2 separate regions of the Mus musculus genome follow, and region 2 is linked to region 1. A link is a contact called in public promoter capture Hi-C data. All regions are on one chromosome and are shown on one strand. The core of a region is the stretch at or near the end of the contact, and the rest is flanking DNA. Distances in the headings are between cores, read along the strand shown.

Region 1 (3,669 bases), core at 45-2,544:
ATGACCGGTTCTACAGAACAGTGTGTGAAATAAACCCTTTCCTCCCCAAGTTGCTTTAGTCACGGTGTGGTATCACAGCAATAGCAACCCTAACTAAGACAATCACACCGAAAGGAACCAGTGAACAGAAGGAGTAGGCCAGGCTACAACTGAGGAAACATTATTGCCGTTACAGTAACAGGGAAGATGGGGAGATGAGAAGGGTCAGCGTATAAGGCGACAAGTAGTGCTGGACAGTGAAGAGCAGGCAGGTGCAGCCACACAGATGTCCTGACGAGCAGTGCTCAGAGGCAGAGGTCAGGGTCCACATTCGGACTCAGAACCTCTGAGCCCGGAGAGCAGATGGACCAGTCTAAGGCAGCCCAGAGGAGCATCTACCTTAGGGCTGAACTTCCCAGAACTCTCAAAGGGATCCAAGCTGAGTCAAAGAGATCACTAAGACCACAAAGTTCAAGAAAACCCAACCACAGCTGTAAATGAGGCAGATGGCAAGTGGGGACCTCCTTAGGGATGGCTCAAGATGGCTCAGTGAGTTCTAGGGTTCTTGCCATCTAAGCATGATGACCAGGGTTTGATCTCTGGGACTCATGTGAAGACAAAAGAGAACTAATTCCACAACATTGTCATCTAACCTCCACACAAATGGCATGTGTTCCCTGCCACAAAATAAAAAGAAAACATCCATCAGTGAGCAGAAGATGTGAGGGCTGTCCCAAGGAGTTTGCCTAAATGTTCTACAATGGAAAGTTATGCTTTGCAGAGAGAAAACCATTACTTAAAAAAAAAAAAAAAGGAAAAGCCAGGTTAGGTGGTGCAAGCCTTTAATCCTAGAACTTGGGAGGCAGATGCAGGCAGAGCTCTGTGAGTTTGAAATGAGCATAGTTTATCTACATAGTGAGTTCCAGGACAGACAGGGCTTTGTAGAGATCCTGTCAGAGAAAGTGGAGTACAGAGAAAGAGATAGAAACAGACAGACAGATATACAATACACAAAGGCTGCCTTATCATGTCCTCCTGCCCACTACTGAGCAAACAGAGTTTTGTTTAAGCCACCTAAGTACACATCCTGTGCCTGCCTGTGACTGGCACCAGGTGGGGCGAGGCACTCACCATGCTGTAGCTCACGTTCAGAGTTCAGTCACACCTGCAGAAGTTCCTGTGGGGAAAAAAAGCAGAAGAGAAATTACTGTGACCGGGGATGGGGTATTCATCGTTAGTCAGGGTGCCGTGTGTGCCATGGGTCAAGAGGAAGCACACTTGATTTCATCAAAAGGTCACCTGTGGAGGAGCCAGAGCTCCAGGACCAGGTTAATCATTAAAGGATTTGAGCGGTTGAGTTTATTATGCCAACTATGTGCTTCCTGGTTGCTTCTGTTTGGAGACACACACTATAGCTGTTCTGTTGCCTTGTTGGGTTGAAGTATTCCTGACTCTCAGGACACAGAGGTTCTGAGTTAAACACTACTGCAGGTCAGAACAGGGCAAGAAGAGATGAGCCACCCGAATCAGAAAACTAGGGTACTTAAGGTGGCCCCAGATTCGTGCACATGTGCCAATGTGTGTATGGATGTGTGCATTGATGTGTGCATACACCTGTGTGTGTATCCATACCGGTGTGCATTGTGTACCTGCATCTGTGTACATGCATGTGTCTGCATGTAGGTCTGCATACATATGTGCAGATATCTGTCTGTGTGTGTCTTTTTTTTTTTTTAAGCCAGAAACCAAAAGCTCCATGAAGTGTTTATTTAAAAGTGAGTGTGCTTTTATACATTGTTTAAAGTACATTTTATACATTGTTTTATACCTTATTATGGAATATTTTTTAACAATTGTTAAGCCCCATCAGCTAGGATAACATATAAAATGTACGATAAATTGCAATAGTACTGTGTGTGTCTTGACAGCCCACCCAGCATTGGACAGTATTCATTCCTCAGATGCTCTTTTGTCCCTGCAACGTGACAGGAGTGGAGGAACTTCCCATTATTGATCCCTCACAAATTCACACATGTCCTCGGTTTCCATTGCCTCCTTCATCAGAAAAGCTTGAGTGCAAATATCTGATCTGGACATGGCATCTCAACATTCAGAGTCATCCTAGAACCAGTGGTTAGAATATTTGGGAACTTGTTACAAATGCAGAATCAGCTGGGTGGAACATGCTTGTAATCTCAGAAGGCTGAGGCAGGAGAATTGTGAGCTCAAGACCAGCCTGGGTTGCCTAGGATCCAATCATTAAAAAAAAATTCAAATAACAGCTTCTCTCAACAAAACTAAACATTATCCCTGTCTCACTAAAGCAAGGCTCTGGAGAGATAGCTCGGTGGTTACAAGTGTCTCCTGCTTTTGCAGAGGACCCAAGTTCAGCTCTCAGCACCCATGTTGGGTGGCTCATAACCATCTGTAACTCCAGTTACAGAATTGATACTCTTCTCTGGCCTGCAAGGCACCCACACACTGATGGTACACACACACACACACACACACACACACACACACACACACACAAATGAAATGAAGATGAAAGTAATATTTTATTAACTAGGGCTGGTGGACCTATGACTTAAGTTATTCCACTACACATTCCTTCAGTGAGCTTATGGGCAACCAGGATAGACAGGAAATAAAGATGGTTTCAGATGTTGGTAAGATAACAATACAACAGGGAAAATAATACAGAGCAGAGATCAGCAAACTCGTGAGATGGAAGGTCTGATTCTGCCTCTGCCTCTGCCTATGCCTCTGTAGTGGTTTTCAAACAATTGCCAAAGTAGAGAAGGAGGAGGAAGAGAAGGAGAAGAAGGGGGGAGAGCGGGAGAGGGAAGAGGAGGAAGATGACATAATCCTGGTATGCAACAATTGTGTGAAATTCAAATTTCAATGAGAACAAGTCTGTCTAACATCTCACACTTGGCTTCAAGGTACCGTTCTCCATAGTGAAGTGTGACCAACCCTACTCTTGTAACAAGCTGCTGACTCTCAGCCAATCACAAGCAGCAGCTGTTCTACCCATCTTCTGATAAGACAGATGAGAGCTGTGACCAGCCAGGTTGTCTCTTGTATCCCACTTCCCTTTCCTGTCATCCCCTGCTTTACTTTCTTCTGGTTTTAAGGAACCTGGTGCTGCAGAGTGGGCATCTGGTCGCCTTTGGTCTGTGCTCTGGGCTGGCTCCAGGATCATAAGCAAAGCCTCTCAGGTTCCATAGAGCTTGGACTATTGCTATTTTGTCTTTAACAGAGATGCTGTTATGATCTGGGTACCAGGAAGGAGCAGATCCCGATAGCATAGCCCAGACGCACCTCTGAGGAAAGGCCATCCAAGCTGAAGGAAGCACTCAGGCTGGCCTTGAACTAACACTCTCTCTCTCTCTCTCTCTCTCTCTCTATCTATATATATATATATATATATATATATATATATATATATATATACACACATATACACACACACACACACACACACACACATATATATATATACATACATAAATTTTTTTTTTCAAATTTACCCTCCTGGCTCTACTTCCTGAGTGCTGGGATTACTGGCCTGCAACACCACACATGCCCATGCCCCGTTTATCTGTTTATCGAGTACTGAGGGTTAAACTCCAGGCTGAGTGAATGCTGGGTGCATGTCCTACCCACTGAGCTACATGCCCAGCTCAG
Region 2 (3,406 bases), core at 792-3,291, 510 kb after region 1:
ACATACCTACAGGCAGAAAAGTCAAACGCATAAGATAAAATTTAAAAATCCAATTAAGCAAAACAGGGGTGGGCAGTGCATTGTTCTGGGGTGGTCCCTCTGGAGAACCTTGGATTACTGAGGAAGCAGGAGAAATGGCGGGTGAAAAAAAACGGCTTCACAGTTCCAAGAGTTGACTTCCTACACCCGCGCTGGAACCCACTGGGAATCTGCCAGGCTACACACGAAGTGTTTTTAATTCTAAAAAAAAAAAAAATCAAATGCCATTTTATTGTAAACTTCTCAGTTTATGTAGAGACTTCTCAAGAATCTTTAAAAACAAAACTCTATTTGCAGTCGTTAACCCTTCCTAGCAAAATTGTTTTTGTTCTTTTTAAATTGTTCTTTCACCAATAAACCGTCAACCCATACTTATTTCTGTCGAAGTGCTTTGTACGCTGAGAACAGGCCAGTCCCTTCCATCCCAGCACAGCACAGAGGCTTCTGTGTTCGCACACTCCCAGGAAGTCCCCCAGAGCATGTTCTTTGACATCTTATTTGTTGTAAGGGAACAATCTGATTTTGAGTCACCTGGGGCTTGAAGCGGGTGGATCCAGAGGAGGACAGCTGCCCATTGGCTGTCTGAGTCTTTCTCCAAAACAGAAACCTGCCAATTTTCTTTCACTTTGTCTCCCCTGCTGCTCTCTAGATGTAGAGTAATCCCTGCCACTGAGTCCAGGTGACCAGAGCAGGGAAGAAACCTGTGCCTACCCACAACTCAGATCGGCTGCTATCCATCCGTCATGGGCACACTAGGAAAGTACACTTGTTTTTAATAGGCTGTTACTTTCAGGTTATAAAGATTTCATGGGTAAAGACTGGCTCTATTCTTACCCTCTTTTGTATTCTCAAAGACTAACCTGGCACATAGTAGGCACTAAACATTTGTTAGATTTTAAAAAAGAAAGGATCCAAGGAATACTTTCTGTGTGCCCTTAATCCAGCCACCTATTCATGGGCTCTCTTTTCCATATTTGTATAATCCCTGGACCTTCTAACTACAAGGCCAACTAACCTGGGCCATGAAACTGGCTCATTAATGTTTCCTAGAACATCTTATGAGCTCCAATGATTTAGTCTGTAATTTTTAAACTAAATATCAACAAAGCCAGACACCCTTCCTAATTAAATTCTACTGCACACTATAGACCAATGATCGCACATCTGTCAGCAGCAGAAAAGGGCCACGGTCCATGTCAGACCTGAATATTTTACATGCATCTTCCTGGGACTCAGTGATTTTATGTGCTCTGATACAATCTACCAAATAAGCAAGCATAAGCTTAAGACATGTGGAAGTTTGGAGCCATATCTCCAGCCTGGATGTCATTCTTTGTAACAAGGACACTCTGCTTTCCCACTGAATCATGTTCCCACCATGTTTTCAGCGGGGGAGCTCAGATGGCTGTGGCCACTGGATCCCAGTGTGCTCAGCAGGCAGAACCTGTTCGACTGCCCCCTCCCCCCATTGAAGCACCCCACTAGTACAACAAGCTTACTTCTCAGAAAGCATTTTCCTATGAAATCGTGGCTGCTCTTTCCTAGAGAGAGGAGAGAGCTGTGGAGGCCAGGATGGGAGCTGTGACTTGCTGAGGCAGCTCCTGCAGCCTCTGCGGCTTTGGACATCTGTATGACCTGGGGCTTTTGAAAGCAGAATGAGAACAATACCAGGAGAGATGCCTGGTCCCAAAGTCCGCAAAGCCTCAGTGTCATTAATGATGGCAGAGGCAAGTGATCTCTTAGAGAAGACTCTCTGCTCTACTCCAGTAACTACAGTTTGATTCTATTTTTATTTAGTCTTCCAGCCTGCCAGTATGAACAGAGCTGAGAATGTCATCTCTTGTCTTTTATAGCTGCAAGATTGGAAGAGAGGGTAGGGGATCGAGAATACTCTCTGCTCAGCCACAAAATGCCCATCTGTTGTTCAGTGTGGGTCTTCCATGGGTCATGAATGCTGCACAGTCAACTGGGCAGCTTTGTAATGGGTAAATATGTAAGACACGGTGCCAGAAACAGGACAGATGGGCAGCCTCTGGGGTTGCACAACTTAGCATCTGTGGAGGGAGAGAGCTGGCTATGGTAAGGAAGACATCCAAGAGAGGTTCCCAGAATGGCTGCCACTGGAGTTCTGGGAGGGGAGAGCTCATGCTACAAGGGGCGGTAGGAGCTGGATGGGGCCCCAGAAGGGAAGCCATTCTGAAGATGAGCAATGAGCTGGCTTAAGGAAAGGGCTACTGTTGCCGAGACGCTCGCTCACTCGCATGCTGGAAGGAGGTTTTGGCTCCGTTAAAGCGGGGCTGTGAGGTGGGCTCTGACTGAGAGAAACCTTCAGCAGTTCCCATATGGAGGCTTGCAAGAGTGGGTAAGAGTCAAGCCTGGAAGTCAGACACTGCTCTTTGTCTGAGTGTGCTAGGGTCCAGGCTAGATTTGGGAGTTACACCTCTTCTGCCTTCTTACAAACAGAAGGGAGAAACCAACACAGGAAAAAAAATCAATTCAAATGTATTCGTGGGGCAGATAGGTCCCCAGTTTGCTGATCCTACAGATTTCCTAAAAGAGGTCCTGCCAGTGTTTGCTCAACACTCATGTCTTGTTGATCAAACACACAGAGGCTGTGTGTGCTGACTCATGCTCCAATTAACAGGAAGCCAGGCCTCCTCTTAAGCATCTACTGGAGAAGGCGAACCCTTTGTGGAGCAGATGGCAGGGAGCCAATAGCTGGCCTCCCCTTCCCATAACCTGCTTCGGCTTCCAGACACTGCCCTCAACTGCAGTAAGTAGGGACAGCTGGGGACAAGGGTCAAGAATCAAAGCTGCCAACCTATTTCAGTTCTCTGGCTTTAGCTTTCATGGGTTTTCTGGCCCCACTGCCCCGAGCACTTTGCAAAAGGCAAAGCAGGCCCAGGAGCATGGTGGGATCATTGTGTGGAGGTTTCACTGGAGAGTTGGTGGTAAATTCTAGCGGTGGTCAGAGGAAATTCCCAATGAACCACAACGAGAGAAGGCATAAGAGTGGGCACTTTCTTTAAAATGTTTTCCCATATTCTGCAGTAACAGGTGGGGATGCTGCAAGGGTCCTGAGAGGGTGGGCGAGCCCGGCCTAGGTGTGAGTGAGGCTTTCTTTTCTGCCTGCCTGGCCTCCTCTGCCATTCAGGATGTGAGGGTTGTTTTATCATCTTGAGACTTTTAAACACATGGAAAAGAAGCAATAGCTTACTTACATCTTCAGCCACACTATCCGACTATGCCTGACCTTGGCACAGAGCCTTGGCTGGCTAAAACTCGGATGGAAGAAATAATAGCTTAGGAGGAATGTCTGCCCAAAGGACCATGAAGTCTGAGTCTAATTGACAAATTGTCCCCTTGT

What was found. Capture Hi-C pulls out chosen DNA fragments and counts their contacts.
Region 2: a promoter capture Hi-C map of liver shows a contact between it and region 1. The contact joins two enhancer-like sites. A contact is called at or near these places in 1 of 115 datasets of contacts at active chromatin or transcription factors (pancreatic cancer cells) and 1 of 9 other capture datasets (liver).

The regions. Positions count from the first base shown.
Region 1 is chr6:86,764,652-86,768,320 of GRCm38.p6, forward strand. It overlaps Anxa4 (annexin A4), which reads right to left. Exons shown (of 13, transcript NM_013471.2): 2 at 1,111-1,156. The coding sequence starts at 1,113. Among named protein-coding and RNA genes, the nearest start is that of Anxa4, 27 kb to the right of the region's middle. Within about 2 kb of position 1,295, at least 43 of the 459 cell types and tissues checked have an H3K27ac peak or open chromatin away from gene starts, as enhancers often do. A contact at or near this core is called in liver and pancreatic cancer cells, where this site is marked.
Region 2 is chr6:87,275,015-87,278,420 of GRCm38.p6, forward strand. The region is part of intron 8 of Antxr1 (anthrax toxin receptor 1); the gene reads right to left. Among named protein-coding and RNA genes, the nearest start is that of Gm34170, 6.0 kb to the right of the region's middle. Within about 2 kb of position 2,042, at least 107 of the 459 cell types and tissues checked have an H3K27ac peak or open chromatin away from gene starts, as enhancers often do. A contact at or near this core is called in liver and pancreatic cancer cells, where this site is marked.